Linked DNA regions of Rattus norvegicus: all the other regions are linked to region 1. A link is a contact called in public Hi-C data. All regions are on one chromosome and are shown on one strand. Each heading gives the region's core, a stretch centred on a gene start, on an enhancer-like site or on the middle of the called end of the contact. The rest is flanking DNA. Distances are from core to core; before and after follow the strand shown.

Region 1 (3,500 bases), core at 772-3,271:
AAGGCCAAAGAGAACTAAGAAAGCATCAAAGTTACAAAGCTCCAGTGTTACAAAACCTTTGCAAGCACCCAGAAATTTCCAGTAGGTAGGAAGATGAGGAGGACCCAAGCATCACCCCTATCTCAAGCACCAATCCTACCTCAAGCGAAGCCCAGCTTAACCCCATGTAGAAAGTTCTGAAGAATGACCCATTAGAGGCATCCTCTGTGAATACATTAAGCTTACCAAGTGTTCAGAGCCCATGAACTTGCAGCCTGCTTGCTTTACCACTGTGATGCCATTTAAATGAGTGCAGTTCAGTCTGAGTTATTCTGAGGAAGATTTTAAGCCTAAACCTCTAAATGATTGTCTACTCTATGGAAGCTGCCTCCTCTCGGGCTGCGAGCCAAGAAAGGAACGCCAGGAACACAAGCATCTAAGTGCTAGCAGGCTGAGCTGGAATCCCACAGGGCTAGAGAGTCAGGGTGGTATAAAACAACTACAACCAGGTGTATACTTAAGAAAACAGTTTGTCTAGAAGACCTACAAGACGTGCAACACGCTGCTGCGTCTGTGTTTTCTAAGCCCCCCCCCCCCGAAAACCAGAAGGCACTGTCTACCCTATCACCTTGGACCCCATCCCACAGGAAAGGGATGTCACGGTCACAATTTCTCATCTTGCAACCACTGTATGATTAAAACAAAAGGTGCACTTGAAGACCCAAGGGAGACAATGTGCTCCCTGGTTTAGAAGCACGCAAACATCAAAATAGCCACAGAAATAATGTATACCTTTTCTAAACACACCTTAAACATAAAATGAATCGTTCTTCCCAACATTTTTTAAAGCCCCCAGAGACATAAGTCTGAATGCTAAGGAAATGGTCCCCCAAACGCACATATATACTTAACTTGCATCTACAAAGAAGGCAGAGAAAAAGACTATTACTGTGAACATCAAAAGGGCATCTAGTTCAGTAACTTCGGCTCATTTACTCCTGTTCACACGCATGATGTCTGCCTCCAACACTGGGAGCACCTCCGTCTCTCTCCTGGTTTGAAGCTTGATCTCAATCCCACGAGAAAAGACACCAGGCAGATGTTCTCCAGCATTCACATTATTGACAACAATGGAACCACACTATAAAGATGTTTACAAAAATAGCTCTTCGCCACAGTCCCCTACAACACTTGCAACGCTATTTAACACGCTGGACATGCCAGTGAGGGCGACACCAAATTACAAGTCCAAGTTCACCGTTTCATCTCCACCCCGCCCACCAATTCCTAGCCTTTGAAATTAATGTCATTCTAAAAGGCAAAAGCTTGCAGGAGAGGAAACTCGTTTTTCAGGAACCAGTTTTCATTCATTTGGCTGAAGTCAAGTGCCCGCATGAGGAGGTCTGGGCATGGCCCCCACCGTCCCCCGGAACCGGCTACGAGGCACCCTGGGGAACCGATCCCACGCTCTGGGCTGCCTGAAGGCTGCTGGGAGCCGGGGTAATAACATCCCCCAACCTGGCTCCTCGCACACACCGAGACTTGCCCGGGCGTTACACTGCAGAGGAGAGGCAAGTCGCTCTCCCAGTGCTGTCTCACACCAGCCACAGTTCTGCCTCGAGAGCACCTCCTGGGCTTAAGCCACAGCCAGGGTGGCCGGCGCCGGCTCGGTGCTCGCAAGCACACCCTGCGGCAGACCTCCCAACCCCCGAAACCCGGGCGCCCGCAACAGGTTTGGGGTTGCAGGGCAAACTTACAGTAGTGGCGACTGGCCTCCGCACACAACCGGCTGGGGTTCTTGCCTCGGTCACCCGCAGGGAGCCGAAGAAAGGCGTCTCTGTTCCAGGAAGCGGTGGCGATCGCCGGGGAGAAAAGAGCGCCGGGAAGGGAGGCGATGGCGTCCCGGGTAGTGGCTCTCAGGCCGGCTCCGGCAGGCAGCTGATCTCGGTCTCCCGATCAGCAGCTACGGACCTGGCGCCCCGGCCGGGCCAAGCGTCTGCGGGCGCTCGCCTAGCCAGGGGAGAGTGAGCCTGCGGCGGCCGCGCCGCTAAGGAAGGCGGGCTGCACGCAGTGGGAGGGAGCCGGGCTGCGGCGGGAGCGCTGGCGGCCGCCTGGCGTCGGCTCTGGGTCTCTGCAGCGCCTCCGTCGCGCCGACCGCTCTGAGGCTGCGGGAGCAGACTGCGCCGGGCCACCGTGCGCCGGGCTATAAGTTGCGCCCGGGAGGGGGCGCGTATGCAAAGAGACTCGCTAGTGGGAGGAGGGAGGAAGCGCGTCCACGCTGCGGGCTGGAGCGGGAGGAGCTGGGGGCTGGAGGTGGGGGCTGTCGGGGGGAGTTTGCCGGAGAGGAACCAGGGAAGTGGGGCGGGGAGTGAACGGAGACAAAGCGGACGCCCTAGCTCAGCTACGGGCAGCTGCAGCCCCTGGGGACCGCGAAGAAAATAAGTTTGAGGGGCTCCGAGGACCTTCGCCTCTCCGGGTCAACCCTATTCAAGGCTGGGTCGGGGGCTGGGGCGTCCACTGCAGGGGAAAGCAGCCCTGGGAGCTTTCCTGTGCTCAAGGGTGCGGGGAACCTAAGAATGCTCAGTGGAATAGTCAAGGCCAGGCCGGGGGTCCCACGCACCGGCAAGCACAGCCACTCATTGGGTTAGATCCCCCAACCGCAGGCAGAGCCTCGTTCCCGCTGGAGCAAGGGAAGAAGCCCTGGTTTGGACCTTGGGGACACTGCGGGTCGAGCAAGTGGACTTTGGGTTACTTGCTGGCAAGAAGCCAGACTTCTACTCCAGGCTCTTGCCGGGTGTCTGCCTTCCCCACCCCAAATTGGTGAGGAACCCGCGACAGGACTCTGCCTCGCTCGGAGCTGGAGCCACAGCAACCCCGGCTGGGTCCTGCGGGCCCACGTGTTTCGCAACCAATCGCCAGGGCCGCTAGATTCAAAGCAAACTCCTCCAAGGAGCAGTCACGCTGCCTCCTCCTGGTAGGGAAGGCGTCTCAGTCACCTCGAGACTCGGCCTTTCTTGGGTTTTGTTGGTTGGTGGATTTTGGAGCTCAGTCAAGAAATAGTACCCCACCACACACACACACACACACACACACACACACACACACACACACACACACCGTAAAGCCTCGAGAGTATTCGAAAAAAAAATCAATTCATGTAGCCACAACTGTTTATGACTCTCATTTCTGACTCTTTGTGCCAGGGCATTTGGCTGGGAGCTAAAACGCCACTTTTGAGTTGGCTCTTACTCCGCATTTGAGATACGTAGGGACGAACTGTATAGATCATTGGCCCAACCCCTTATCGTACAGGTGAGCAAGGAAAAGTCTTGGGCGATGTGAATTGCCTGTCTGGAGATCTGCACACCCTCAATAGTGGCCCGGGAGATCGACTTTACCCTGTCCTCTCCATTTCCCCAACGCTGCGCCCCGAGTCTTCCTTTTCTTAAAACGCCAGGCGTAACAAAGGTTTAAACCGGCTCAGGAGGCTCCACATGGCGCTTCCTGAGAGCACAGCCTGC
Region 2 (3,222 bases), core at 600-3,099, 220 kb before region 1:
CAGACTGATACACACGCACACACGCACGCACACACGCATGCACACACATGCACAGATGTGCGCGCATGTGCACACAGCACATACATAGAGACACGGCTTACAAAAGAACATTTGAAGTGAATTATCACATAGGAAACTTAAGAGCACGTCTGGAATGCAGGAAGAATATAAAATTCAAGCGATCAGGACCACTCACTAGGTTTACATTTGTTTGCTCTTGTTGGTGTAACGAATAGCTCAGAACAATGGCTTGAAACAATGTAACTTTAACAAAGGGAGGTCAGACGGCCAGAGTGGGTACTGGGGGCTAAAGTTGGGTAGTCGGAAGCCCTGCATTTCTTCTGGAGACTTCCACAGAGCCTGGTTCCTGCCCTCTCCAGTTGCTTGTTGCCTGGTTCCTTTGGCTCTGGTTTCCTTCCAGGATTAATATCACAGTGACCTCTGCTTCTGTCCTAACCCAGCTTCTACCTCTCTCCTGTCCTAACATTCCTACCTGGATCTTCCTCTGTGATTGCACTGGCCCATCCAGATAACAAACTCTATCTTCAAGATTCTTGTAAGGTGACAGGGCCTGGAGATCTTTGGGGCAGTAGTGAGAGACAGAGGTGTCAGGGGCAGTATTTTATCCTGTCAACTCCTTACAAGACTAAAAATTCTCTATGTGAATAAGTCATACTGTTCTTCTGTCATCTCTCTCTCTCTCTCTCTCTCTCTCTCTCTGTGTGTGTGTGTGTGTGTGTGTGTGTAAATGGAATAAATTATATTCCATTCAAACCCTTGTTAAAAATCATCTAGGTTACATAATAAAACCAGCATGAAGAAAACCAGCCCAACACTCAACCACCTTCTACAAAATCTATTCTCTTTGCAATTTCTGCTTTTCCCCCCTCACTCCCTGTGTGTTGATTTTTTTTTCATATTCTGGCCCATCTTTCTTCTCAGTAGATACTAGTGGGTCCTTTGGCTGACACAGATTGTCACCAACACACTAATTCACACTAGCCAATTTCACTATGTGAGCTACACAGAGGAAAGAATTCAGAATTACTGTTGGAAACTGCTTTTTTGGGCCTAAAAGGAGATGTGACGAGGGAGACAGCTCAGCGGGTAAAGAGTGTCAGCTTCTCAAGCGAGGGCCTGGGTTAGGATCCCAGCACCCTAACAAAAAGCTGAGCTTGACCCCACATACCTGTCATGTCAGTACTGTGGAGCATGGAGACAGAGGGATTACAGAGACTTGCAGGATACAAGCTGCCTCAAGGTTCCAGGAGAGACCTCAAGGGAGTAAGGTAGAGATTGCCAGGACTGAGCAACCAGCATCATCCTCGGGCCTCTGTGCACACACACACATAAGTACCCACCGAGTGAATATATGCCTCATATATACCACACTCACTCGCATATGTATTCAAACTTTAAACTTAAAACACTTATATGTCAAAAGTCTAGGTTCTTCTCTAGGGTTCATCATCCTAGCCGGAACCTAGGAGATCCTTTACCCAAGGTTAAGGGTTAGCAATGCTACAAACCAGTGCACACTATGTATGGCCTCTGGAGTTCGGATCTGAGTACTTTGTGCCAGAAGATGCTACTCGCTATCTTCTCTATCGCTCTTGTCTTTGATATTTAAAAAGAGGCCAGAGACTCCCTTTTAAATACACACTGATGAGGGCAAAACCAATTTCTGGTTTTGCTTCCTGGAAAACCCGTGATTGGAGTTCCACAAAGAACCCTTCCCGTTTGGGTGATGTTTGACTCTGGAACATAAACAAGTTTCGACTGGAGGACAGACAGTGTGTAATCAATACTCCTTGGCTCCTGTCCAGGCCTGTCACGCCTGGTGCTTACATCGCTGTTGCAGATACTGGGAGGGAAGATCGCACCGCATTTAAAAGCAGATCAACAGATGTAGGGGTGTCAGTGAGAGTCGGTTACACGGCTGATGAAAGTCTTTGTGAATCTCAAATAATGACAATATGGCAACCCTCTATACGCTGGCAGATGGCCTCAGCCCCCGACCCTGCCAGGAAACCCAAAGCCAACCTTTCTCCCTCCCTCGGAACCTCATATTCCAGTCTCCATCATGCCTCTGCTGCTCTTCGTTGCCCTCAGCTTTCCAGTCCATGGTTTAGAAACTCCCTATGAACCGGTCATACTGGAGGTTTCCCCTAGGCCCGCTGACTCCCAGCCGCCTCCTGCCTCAACACCATTCCTCGTGTTTCCCGGCTCCATCCCTCTGAGGCCCTGTTCTCTAGGCCTAGATGGCAGCTCCTTCCTGATTCGCCTGGTGAATGCCTAATTAGCCCTCCAGAAAACCTCAATAAGCTCCCTCTTGTGTGACAAGAACTGTGGCCTCCCCTCCCACAAGGCTCTTAACACACAGTGTTGGCTCGGTGTCCCCCCACCCCCCTCCTTTGCAAGCTCCCAGACTGAGAGCTCTTTCCCAGCACAGGGAGCGCCTTTCATCTCCCGCCCCTCTGCACTTAGCTCTTAGTAGACACTGATAAACATTGGCTGAGTGATTGAAAGAATCTTCAGGTCCTTCTTCTGGGAAAGAAAGAGAAACGGCCCATCACTCTGCTGCCTTCTGAACTGTGGGCAGTCACCACCCGCTTCACTTTCTCACCAACTTTCTAGTGGCCTGGCTGCCCACCGAACCCTGTCCCTAATCCAGCCACGGCAATGCTGGCTTGTTTCCTGACCACTGAGCCTCCCCCACAGCAGCCCCTGATAGTCCGACATGGCAGTCCTCCGTGCTGCCGCCGTCTCTGGTTTTACTGAGGTGACTTCTCTGCCTCTTTTTCCACCTCCTCAGTGTTCTCGCTTCCCAAGTACTTGACTTTAGTAGGGTACAAGGTCCGGGCCTCTCCCCCAGAAGCTCACTGCAGGAACTACACAATGCTTACAACAACCTCCCAAGGTCAGTCTCTACAAACAGGACTGTCACCAGATGAGCTGATGTGGGCCAGGCACTCAGCATGCAGACAGTTGTCATACACTAGCAAAGGTATCTCTCAGCTGGCCACCTCTGTGCCCTCCCATTTTCCTCCCCTTAAATTCACTCTCCATTCTGACGCTACCGTAATATCCCAAAAAGAATGCTGGTGCCAAAAAAAACCGAAGTCTTCAGAATGCCTTAGCTGGGCGTGGCATACGCCTTTAATCCCAGCACTGGGGAGGCAGAAGCAGGCAGATCTCTGAGTTCCAGGCCAGCCTGGTCTA
Region 3 (3,364 bases), core at 326-2,825, 240 kb before region 1:
GAGTGTGTGTCAGGGCGAGTAAAAAATGAGTCGACTTTTGTGAAAAGGTAAACAGGTTGTAATCTTATACCCCATGGGGGGGGGGTGTCAGGGGAGAATAAGGTGGCAGACCCTGAAGATTCTCCAAAGGGCTTAATAAAAATGATAGGTGTGTCTTGAAGATGACAGGGGTGTGGTCAAACTTTACACAGGACTTGACAGGTGGCAACAATGTAGCCGTTTGAGTCAGCCCTAGTACTGGCATGCTCACTGCAACCCAATTATCCCTATCTGTATAGAATTTAGCCATGTAACAGATTCTTCTTCCAGTCTTCCACAGGCCATCCGCTGCTGACTTTCTACCAAACGACCATTCTAGCTCCCTACAGACCTTCTGTTGCCCGAGTCTTAGCCACCATTGGTTAAGTTGCTGCACAGACTTGAAGGCAGGATACATTCCTATTCGCTCTGCTGTTTGGGGTCTTTAGGGATTTGATCCAGATTCTTTCAGTCATCTGGACTGATCAGAGAGATGACACTAACAGTGTTAGGTGGAAATAACTTCCCAAGCTGCAAGAGGCTCCTCTGGCCGATCAGGAAATCAGTAGTTTTCAAACAAGAAGCAAGAGAGCATACAATTGTGTCTGTGTCGAACAATGTGTTTAGGTGACGCCCAGGGAATTTCGAAAGCAACTTAGTTTTCCTCTGCATGGGATGAGGAGCCAGCATGCAGTAGAAAAGGACCTTTCTCTGCATCTTGCAGTGGTGGTGGTTGCTATTCTTTGAAACGGAGGTTCCTGGAAAGCAGGGATCACAGCAAAGACTGCCTCAGTTAAGACATAAACGTCAAGCGCTGTCCACTTTACAGATGCTTTATTTGGCAAACAAGATCATTCTCCTTTCCTTCTATGATCCTACCGTGATCTGTCTAACAACTTTGACCTACCTTGGACAACGAGGCATGGCGAAATGACAGACATGCTTACGGAAAAGCTGGGCTCAGGTGGGCCATGTACTGGCATGGACAGACACCAGTAACACCCTGGGAACTCAGCATGTCTGCAACATGAATGATGAGGATATAGGCCAGCTAGTCGCTATGGGGGAGCAGTCTCTCAGGTTGCTGGTACCCAGGAGAGGAAGCTGTACTTGGTGCATTCTGAACACACTGCCAACATCAGTAGTCTTCAAATGGGATGGCTTTGCCATTCATGAGCCAGATCCAGGGAAGGCCTTGTCATTCCCATGGGTCTGGGACATTGGGATCCCTGACATGGCCATGCTCATGTCAATATTACACGGTCCGGGTCTTCATCTGCTCCTTATAGCTTCCTACTGCGTTCTGTCTTTCTGGTCCTCACTTCTGTGTGTATTATGCCCTTCTTCCTAACCAGGCAGCCAGGCTCCTTCTGACCTGATACCCCCAGAACAGGACAGAGTAAGAAAAGGCCTCTCCCTGCCTTTCTTACCTTTACCTGCATTGCCTTTTACAAGTCTCTTACTTCCTCTCAGGGGATAGAATATTAAGTCGTATCTCTATTCAGTGATTTGGTCTCTAATGCCAAGAGATGGCAGTTAAAAATTAACGTGATCACATGTCAAAGTCTCCATTTTTATGGTGTCTGATCCCACACAGGTAAGGAAAGATAGGCAGACACGCACAAGAGCGTGACCAGCGTTGCAACATCCTTCATACCTTCGTCGAAAAATCTCAGTTCTCCCAAAGGTGGATGACATATAAGCTCCCCTGGTTAATCTCCCTAAGCGACTTTTCTGGCTTTAGCACAGAATTAGGACAAAGGTGAACAAGAAAGATAAAGCAGGGGCAACGAGGGACAGTCACAGTCTAGAGATCCCTTGCTACAGAATACATAAAAGGTGGAGGAGCTGCGGTTCTTACAATATAGTTTTCCCATCTCTGTGTCACTTTATGTCTTTTTTTTTTTTTTTTTTTTTTGACGTGTGCAATGGACGCTGCTCGGTTCAGTTGTCCTCCAGTTCATGCTGCCTCACAAATGTGACCCATCCTCTTGGTCACTGTCGCTTGCCTCGGAATTGTTGTTATAGCTCAGTAGCTGTCTGCCCCTGCAAAACTTGGAAGGCTGACGGCAGACTCTCTCATACTCACCCTCCTACACCCCATCCCCTCTTCTCCTTTTGCAACCTGTAAGGACAAAGTGAGGAGCGGACAGCCCACCTCACTGCCACAAGACGGGAGCCAGCCAGCTTGCAAGAGCTGGCCGCTGAGGGAGAGAAAAGCTGTCAACAGTAAAAGATTTAGGAGAGCAGGCTCAGCCTGACACAAGCGTGAGAGTTCTTAAATCTGTACAAAGACGATTTCCAGAAAATTCTTACTCCTGACTCTACCTGGTCTACTGTTGACATTGTTATCAAGTAATCATGTAAATAATGATCGAGAAAAACGTTAAGTAACAAACATGAGATGTGATAACTATGTCTCTTCTTTCTTTCTTTTGTTGTTGTTGTCAAGGGCAAACCTTGACACTGCTCAAATTAATGAAGTAGGCTATCTGACTATTAATAAAGCCTTAAGGGCCCTGGGATGGATTGATCTTCCTTGTATGAAATACAATCTCCCATAAAACAAAGGGGGCTATGTTTTACTGGCAGCCTCAAAGACGGGCTCATCACATTCATTCGACTTTAATATACATTTTTAATTATTCATCTGCAAGACATAAAATAGCTCATTTTGAGAAGTCTCATTTGGATGGTAATTTGCGAATAAGAACCAGGGACAAGCCCGTATAAATTATTCTTGTAAATATATGTACATAAAATATCTCCCAAAATTTTAACAAACCAGTGACTAAAATCTTGTTGGGAGGCGTGATCCAAAGATAATCACCCCGAGTTGGGATAATCTTATCGTAGTCCATCTTCTGCGAGCTTCTTTGGTAATCTGAGGAGTGAGATTAGACTCTCATTATGAACTACTTATAAACATCATTTGAGATGATGGGAAAGTAATTTGAAGAATTCGGGGCCTGGTAATGAGTTCCCTTTGAAGTTGGGGCGGGATGGCAGTGGGAACAGAATCTGAGATAATTGCTGGCTGTCTCCAAGGAGTCCAAATGTTGATGAAGCTCTGTGTTTAATAATTAAACATGCTAACCTCAGAGGAGAGGGAGCCACGCTGCAAGAACCCCTGGACGTTTAAAAAGCCTGCCTTGTTTTACCAGAGCACTTTTTACCTCAATCCTTCTCCTTCATCCGGTTCCACCTCTGCTCTCAGGTGTGCCTCTGTTTTAGGCATGACAACAACTGAAAGCTCGGAAGGGGAAGAAAACCAACTGAGGAAACTCGATTTTGGCCTGCAATGTGCTGCAGTGGTAAAATGCCCACCTTCCTGCCTGAGGTGCCA

Evidence for each region. Hi-C and Micro-C count contacts between places; a contact is called where the count stands out from the background.
Region 2: a contact with region 1 is called in a Hi-C map of liver, with 4 times the contacts expected there. The contact joins the enhancer-like site here to the promoter of Enc1 in region 1. A contact is called at or near these places in 7 of 12 Hi-C or Micro-C datasets (the A7r5 cell line, frontal cortex, hepatocytes and 4 more) and 1 of 1 datasets of contacts at active chromatin or transcription factors (oligodendrocytes).
Region 3: a contact with region 1 is called in a Hi-C map of liver, with 5 times the contacts expected there. The contact joins the enhancer-like site here to the promoter of Enc1 in region 1. A contact is called at or near these places in 2 of 12 Hi-C or Micro-C datasets (the A7r5 cell line and liver).

What each region holds. Positions count from the first base shown.
Region 1 is chr2:30,283,795-30,287,294 of GRCr8, reverse strand. Enc1 (ectodermal-neural cortex 1) reads right to left here and starts at 2,021. Exons shown (of 3, transcript NM_001003401.2): 1 at 1,737-2,021.
Region 2 is chr2:30,500,423-30,503,644 of GRCr8, reverse strand. The region is part of intron 1 of LOC134485824 (a long non-coding RNA gene); the gene reads right to left. Among named protein-coding and RNA genes, the nearest start is that of Enc1, 220 kb to the right of the region's middle. Within about 2 kb of position 1,849, at least 14 of the 93 cell types and tissues checked have an H3K27ac peak or open chromatin away from gene starts, as enhancers often do. A contact at or near this core is called in liver, where this site is marked.
Region 3 is chr2:30,519,297-30,522,660 of GRCr8, reverse strand. No RefSeq gene overlaps it. Among named protein-coding and RNA genes, the nearest start is that of Enc1, 240 kb to the right of the region's middle. Within about 2 kb of position 1,575, at least 1 of the 93 cell types and tissues checked has an H3K27ac peak or open chromatin away from gene starts, as enhancers often do. A contact at or near this core is called in liver, where this site is marked.